2 separate regions of the Canis lupus genome follow, and region 2 is linked to region 1. A link is a contact called in public Hi-C data. All regions are on one chromosome and are shown on one strand. Each heading gives the region's core, a stretch centred on a gene start, on an enhancer-like site or on the middle of the called end of the contact. The rest is flanking DNA. Distances are from core to core; before and after follow the strand shown. Region 1 overlaps ZEB2 (zinc finger E-box-binding homeobox 2). Region 2 overlaps ZEB2 (zinc finger E-box-binding homeobox 2).

Evidence for each region. Hi-C and Micro-C count contacts between places; a contact is called where the count stands out from the background.
Region 2: a Hi-C map of blood shows a contact between it and region 1, with 1.8 times the contacts expected there. The contact joins two enhancer-like sites. A contact is called at or near these places in 2 of 9 Hi-C or Micro-C datasets (amygdala and blood).

The regions. Positions count from the first base shown.
Region 1 is chr19:48,102,570-48,105,269 of UU_Cfam_GSD_1.0, forward strand. The region is part of intron 4 of ZEB2 (zinc finger E-box-binding homeobox 2); the gene reads right to left. Among named protein-coding and RNA genes, the nearest start is that of GTDC1, 94 kb to the left of the region's middle. Within about 2 kb of position 1,377, at least 2 of the 20 cell types and tissues checked have an H3K27ac peak or open chromatin away from gene starts, as enhancers often do. A contact at or near this core is called in blood, where this site is marked.
Region 2 is chr19:48,188,588-48,191,287 of UU_Cfam_GSD_1.0, forward strand. All of the region lies in intron 2 of ZEB2 (zinc finger E-box-binding homeobox 2), which reads right to left. Among named protein-coding and RNA genes, the nearest start is that of ZEB2, 10 kb to the right of the region's middle. Within about 2 kb of position 1,299, at least 4 of the 20 cell types and tissues checked have an H3K27ac peak or open chromatin away from gene starts, as enhancers often do. A contact at or near this core is called in blood, where this site is marked.

The DNA of each region.
Region 1 (2,700 bases), core at 127-2,626:
TCAGTATTGTATAGAATTGTTGAATCACTATATTGTATGCCTAAAATACTAAATATAACCTTGTACATTAAAAAATAATTACAAGAAGTTTTTTTTAAATTAAAAAATAAGATTGAAGGGTAAAGTTAAAAAAAAATTAGGGCGCTCTTATAGCCAATATAGTAGCCTAAGACACAATCCACGCTCTCAGAGTTTGCAATCTAATTTGGAAAAGACAGCACATTAATTAACAACACACGACAGAATTTATGGCAAGGTTAGGTGTTTTGTTCAATAAGCATTCACCGGAAGAAGATAATCATTGTAAGTGGGGATGGCTAGAGAAGGTCAGCTGGTAGCTGGATCTTTTAGGACTTGGGGAGAGACAAAGAGATGGTCCATTAATGAGCAATTTCAACCAGAAAAGATGTCTTCTTTCAATTCCCCGTGTATTTAGCAATTGAAAAGATTCTGGGGGATAAGAAGCAGCAACTTGTGGTTGTAAAGAAATATGTATTTATTCTCTAAAAGGGCAGAGTGATAAACTGAGGGTCACCTGTCAATTCCTAATTACCAAGCCCAATGTATTTGTTCAGCATTCTTTCAACTGTAGTTATCTGAATCTTTTGATTGAATTGACCATTCTGTACTTTTTGAAACTTTCTTTCTTTGCCTTCTAGTTGTTTATTTTTTTTCTACCTTAATCTTTTCTCTTTCAATGAGTTTGGTTTTTCTCCCTACCCACCAGGAGCCCTGGCCTCAGCTTTTTACTTGTTTCAATAAATACACTCTCAATGGCTAATGCCATGGTCCTATGATGTTAAATACTATCGGAATATATTTGCATCAGTCTCAAATCTATGTCTCCAGCCCTGACTTCCTGTGTTTCATTTCCTCATTTCCAATGGGCCTTCTCATAGTCACATCCATATATAACTTTTATATGACAATACGTATCTAAAGGCTAGCTCAAGATCTTCTCAAAATTGGATCCGCCTTGTTATCTAGAAATAGCAAGTACTGCCATGTTCTAAACATGCAGACGTGTAATCCTGAAGCCATTTTGATTCCATCACCCAGAGATTCGACTGGTTGTTAAGAAATCATGTTGCTAATTTCATCACTGTCACCACCCTAGGACAAGCTTTTTGTCACTTCACACCTGAGTAACTACAATGACTTCCAGTTGGTCTCTCAAAGTCTGGTTTTCCCCCACAGAAATCACGGTAGTATAACATGACACAAACTCTTTGAGCTGGTGCTTTACATCCTCCATCAGCTGGCTTCAACTTAAATGTCCAGCTTCATTTCCCATGTATTCCCTCCTAGAACCCTCTGATTCAGGCGAATCCTTTACTCACCATCCTCTGAATAGATTTCACAATTTCCTTCATTGGCTCACACATTCCTCTGCTAGAAAGCTCTTCCTCGCTTCTCTATACTCATTGAAAATATACTTAGCTTATGTTTCACCTCTGTCATGGAGCTTTTTCTGAATACTCAACCCATAGCATCTCTCCCACTTTGGGGATGTGAAATAATTACAGTTCCTACCATTTGTTGCATATTTATCACGTATTTCTCTTATTGTTCTTTGTTAGTCTCATCTCCCAAACTAAATAATAACCATGTCTTAAATTTCCTGGCCCATCTTCCACCACAAGTGCACCAATGGTGTATACAGAAGACTCTCAGTGAATGCTTATTTATTTGTTGACTGACTACACATGAACAACTATAAGCAATAGTAAGTAGTATCAGAAAAAGAGACCTTAAAGCCACATGAAAGCACATTCAGAATTGATTTTTGAATCTTTTGAACAGAAATAAATTTTATTTAATATCATTTTAGACTTCAAGTGTATAAACCGCTAGCAAATTGTCACGTTGTGGGATAAATTACTTTTGTGACACTCTGAATGCCTAATAAAGTTAATAAGAATTATGATTTATTTATGCTTGAAGTTGAAATGTAACATTTATCTTAAAAAAAAAAACATGAAGCCATTTCTGATCCCATGAGTTGGGACATTATAGAAAGTATCTAATTTATGCTATTTCTTCATTATTATGCTTTTACATGTAATTATTTTGTCTTGTTTCTATATTATATGGTGCAACATAGACTAATAAACATGGACATAGTCTTAAGAAACGATTAGTGTGACTTATTTCTTTTTCAGGTGGGGAAACTAAGTTCCAAAGAGAATAACTGACATGCCCAAGGTCACAATCTAGTGATCCCCAGAGCTATACCTGAAAAGTAGGATTAATCTTTCCTAACTCTATACCTTTTCCCTAATCCCACATTGCGCAGTTTCATCTTTGTACCCTACACTGACATTTTCAAATGAAAGAAAAATTACAATTGTTCATTATTTCTCTTATTTTACACCCAACAAGGTGAATTAGTGCCTTGTAAGTTATTAATAAGGACTTTCTAAATAGAAGCACAGCATGAGCAGTTTATTATGATGTGTATCAACACAAGGGAGATCGGACTATCATCTGAATTATTCACATTTCTAAAACTTCATAACACTGTGACTTTTTTCTCATTGGTGGGTTGCATGGAAATAGCTATGCGATTTGTTTTGTTTTGTTTTGTTTTGTTTTGTTTTGTTTGGAGAGATAACCTGATATGGGGCACTAGGTTAACATCTGTACTGGCCGTGTGAAGGATTGTTTGTAACACCAAAAATAATTAGCCTTATCCAGGAA
Region 2 (2,700 bases), core at 49-2,548, 86 kb after region 1:
AAAAAAAAAAAAAAATTTAAAAAAATTAAAAAAAAAAATCAAATCATGATGACGATTACATTCCTCGATTGAAAAATGAAAGCAAAGTTCAATCAGATCCTCCACGAAATGTTTGCTCCCCTCACATCCCTTAACGTGTCCCCACTGCTTGCTCTTCCAAAGTCTGGTTTTCGGAAGCCCACTACTAATTTCTAACCAAGACTGCAGCACCCACTGTAACGCACTTGGCTTCATGAGCTTTCCTACGTTCCCGGGTCACACACACAGAATATCTGATGAAAGAGACTGATCATCCTCCTTCTCCCCTCAGCTCCTCTAACTTTCCTGTCAGGAGCCTGAAAAAATATGCACAGTTACTGTTGCTGAGGGGAGACAAAGTTTAACTTCTGGGTTGGCAATCGGAGAATAATTCATGAGCAGATTTCTAGCAAATGATATGATTTGCTAAATTTTGGTCTTTGATTTATATTTATGTACTCCTGCTACTGTTAAGGTTTTGCCAACCTCAATTAGATCATGAATGAGATCATTTTAATTCAGCCCCCAAACTGTGACCTGACCATGGTCTGAAAGTGTTCAAAAAGTAATTTTAAGCCTCCCTTTGATTTGAAAAGGAATACTGCATGCTTGGTCGTTCATACAAATAACATAAAACTTAATTATTGGATGATTTGGCAGAGGACCTTCTTGCCAAACAACAGTCAATGCCAGCTACTGTGATGCTGGCGATGCCCGGGCCCCCGAGCACACAGCCCCCTGTATCCAGCATTTGTTCATTGTGTCTCAGGGCAAGATGCTTTCAAATGGGATTCATGGATCTGGGAGGCAGGGTGCAACTGGAAGGGTGTACCATATTTATAACTCCAGTTAAAAAATGCTGTCTCACCTAGAAGGGAAGTAGATCTGCGCTGTCAAATCACCAGGAGGCTGTGACAAAGGGAGCTTGCAGCCTGACACACGGTGTAACAACATAGCAAACACCTTTAATCCTGTCATGTCTCATACCCTTTACTTTCTCACACATTTGTGGCTGCTTGAACGTTGACACCTACACTCTTTTTCGAAACTAAATAAGGCAATCTTATTTAAGCCCAAATGCAACACCTGTAAAGTTATTCTTGTGCCCGGCAAAAAATAACCATTAACTCCTTCCTCTTATAAATGCCTCTCTGCTGGCTTTGGCAAGTCTCAAGTTGGTAACAGTCGGCCTGAGGCCCTGACTCTGAGGTTCACATGACCTTCCAAGCTCCGAGAAAGATAGGCAACACTTCCCCCTTGAAAAGATGCGAGGGCTGTGATAATGTCACTGTCCCAACTGGCCTCTCACAGCTTTTTTGAGCCGAAGCCCCCCCTTTCTTCATCACAAACTTCTGGTGTCTTTTATAGTAAGGAGAGAGGCCCCAGCTGCTTTATTCCCTCTAGCTACCATCGTCTAATATTTTAAAAGCTGGAAATGAAAATAGCTTTTCTAAAGATATTTCCTGGAATTTTTAATGTGCTGCCTTGATTCCCTTTTTTTTTCCTCCTTGCCAATTATAAACCACCATTTGGAGGGCTTATGAGCAATGTAAGTCCACCTCATCTAATTAAACCACATTGTTTTAAAAGCTTGAACAGTTTTCATGTCTACACGACTTGTCTGAATAATAAACTGCTGGAACCAGAATCCTGAGTGTCTTTGGAGAGCCGGGATTTTATCTGCTGAGTGCAAAGGGCCAGGCACTCAAAGAGTTAAAGAGTGTTCCCGCATTGCTGGGTAGGTTAATATCACAGCTGCCTGGTAAAGCATTATCCCGGTACCTCACTTAACAAAAGCCTCCTTTTGCAAACAGACTCCCACTTTCCCCCCAAGTGTCCAAAGGTGTTTACTGAAGTAAATCTGCCTAAATCCTTCATTGCTTGGGTCATGGGGGTGGATAGGAGGGGTGGAAGGTGTAGGGATAATCTCTTTTTGTAAATTCTGCAAATCTTCTGGGAAAAGGAGGAGGGGGGGGAAAGAGAGAGAGAGAGAGAGAGAGAGAGAGAGAGAGAGAGAGAGAAAATCAGGAATCTGTGTCACATGCCCGTGTGCCACTTCTAACGTCTCCGCTAGTTCTGCTCTCACACGTGAAATCCGCACAAGGGCCATCGGACAAGCCCCGGGGTCCCCTACGACTCCGGGGCCGCGGGAGGCCGGTGCACCTCTCAAGTTGCGCGCGGGCCTGCAGCTCAGCCTCCTCGAGAGCTGGGGTCTAAGTAAGGGCGGTTTCGAGGAAGGGAGAAAAAGAGAGAAAAAAAAAAAAGGGACAAGACAGTTTAGGAGCAAGATAATGCAGCTGAAAAGTTGTCACGAGAGGCTTCTGCTCTTGCTGTGGTCTCACTCCGATGCCATGAACTGCGTGTCACTTCTGCACGTTGCAAATGGGGGCAAATAACACAGTCAGACCTGACAGGTCGGCCTGCGAGGGTTTAGGCAGCTCCCAGGAAGAAGGAGCCCTGGAGGCATAAACTTTCCCTCCGAGGAGATCGTGAATACCACCAACCCCTCCCTACAAATCTTGAAGCCTCCAGTTTGAGATACAAAAAGGCTGTCATCTCACAAATGTTAAACATACTAAAAAAATCTGAAAAAAAAGTATGGAGAAGGTGTGAAAAACGTGGCACTTTACAGCCCTCAAAGCTTTTTAAAATAGAACAACTTTTCCCCCTAAAATTCTTTTC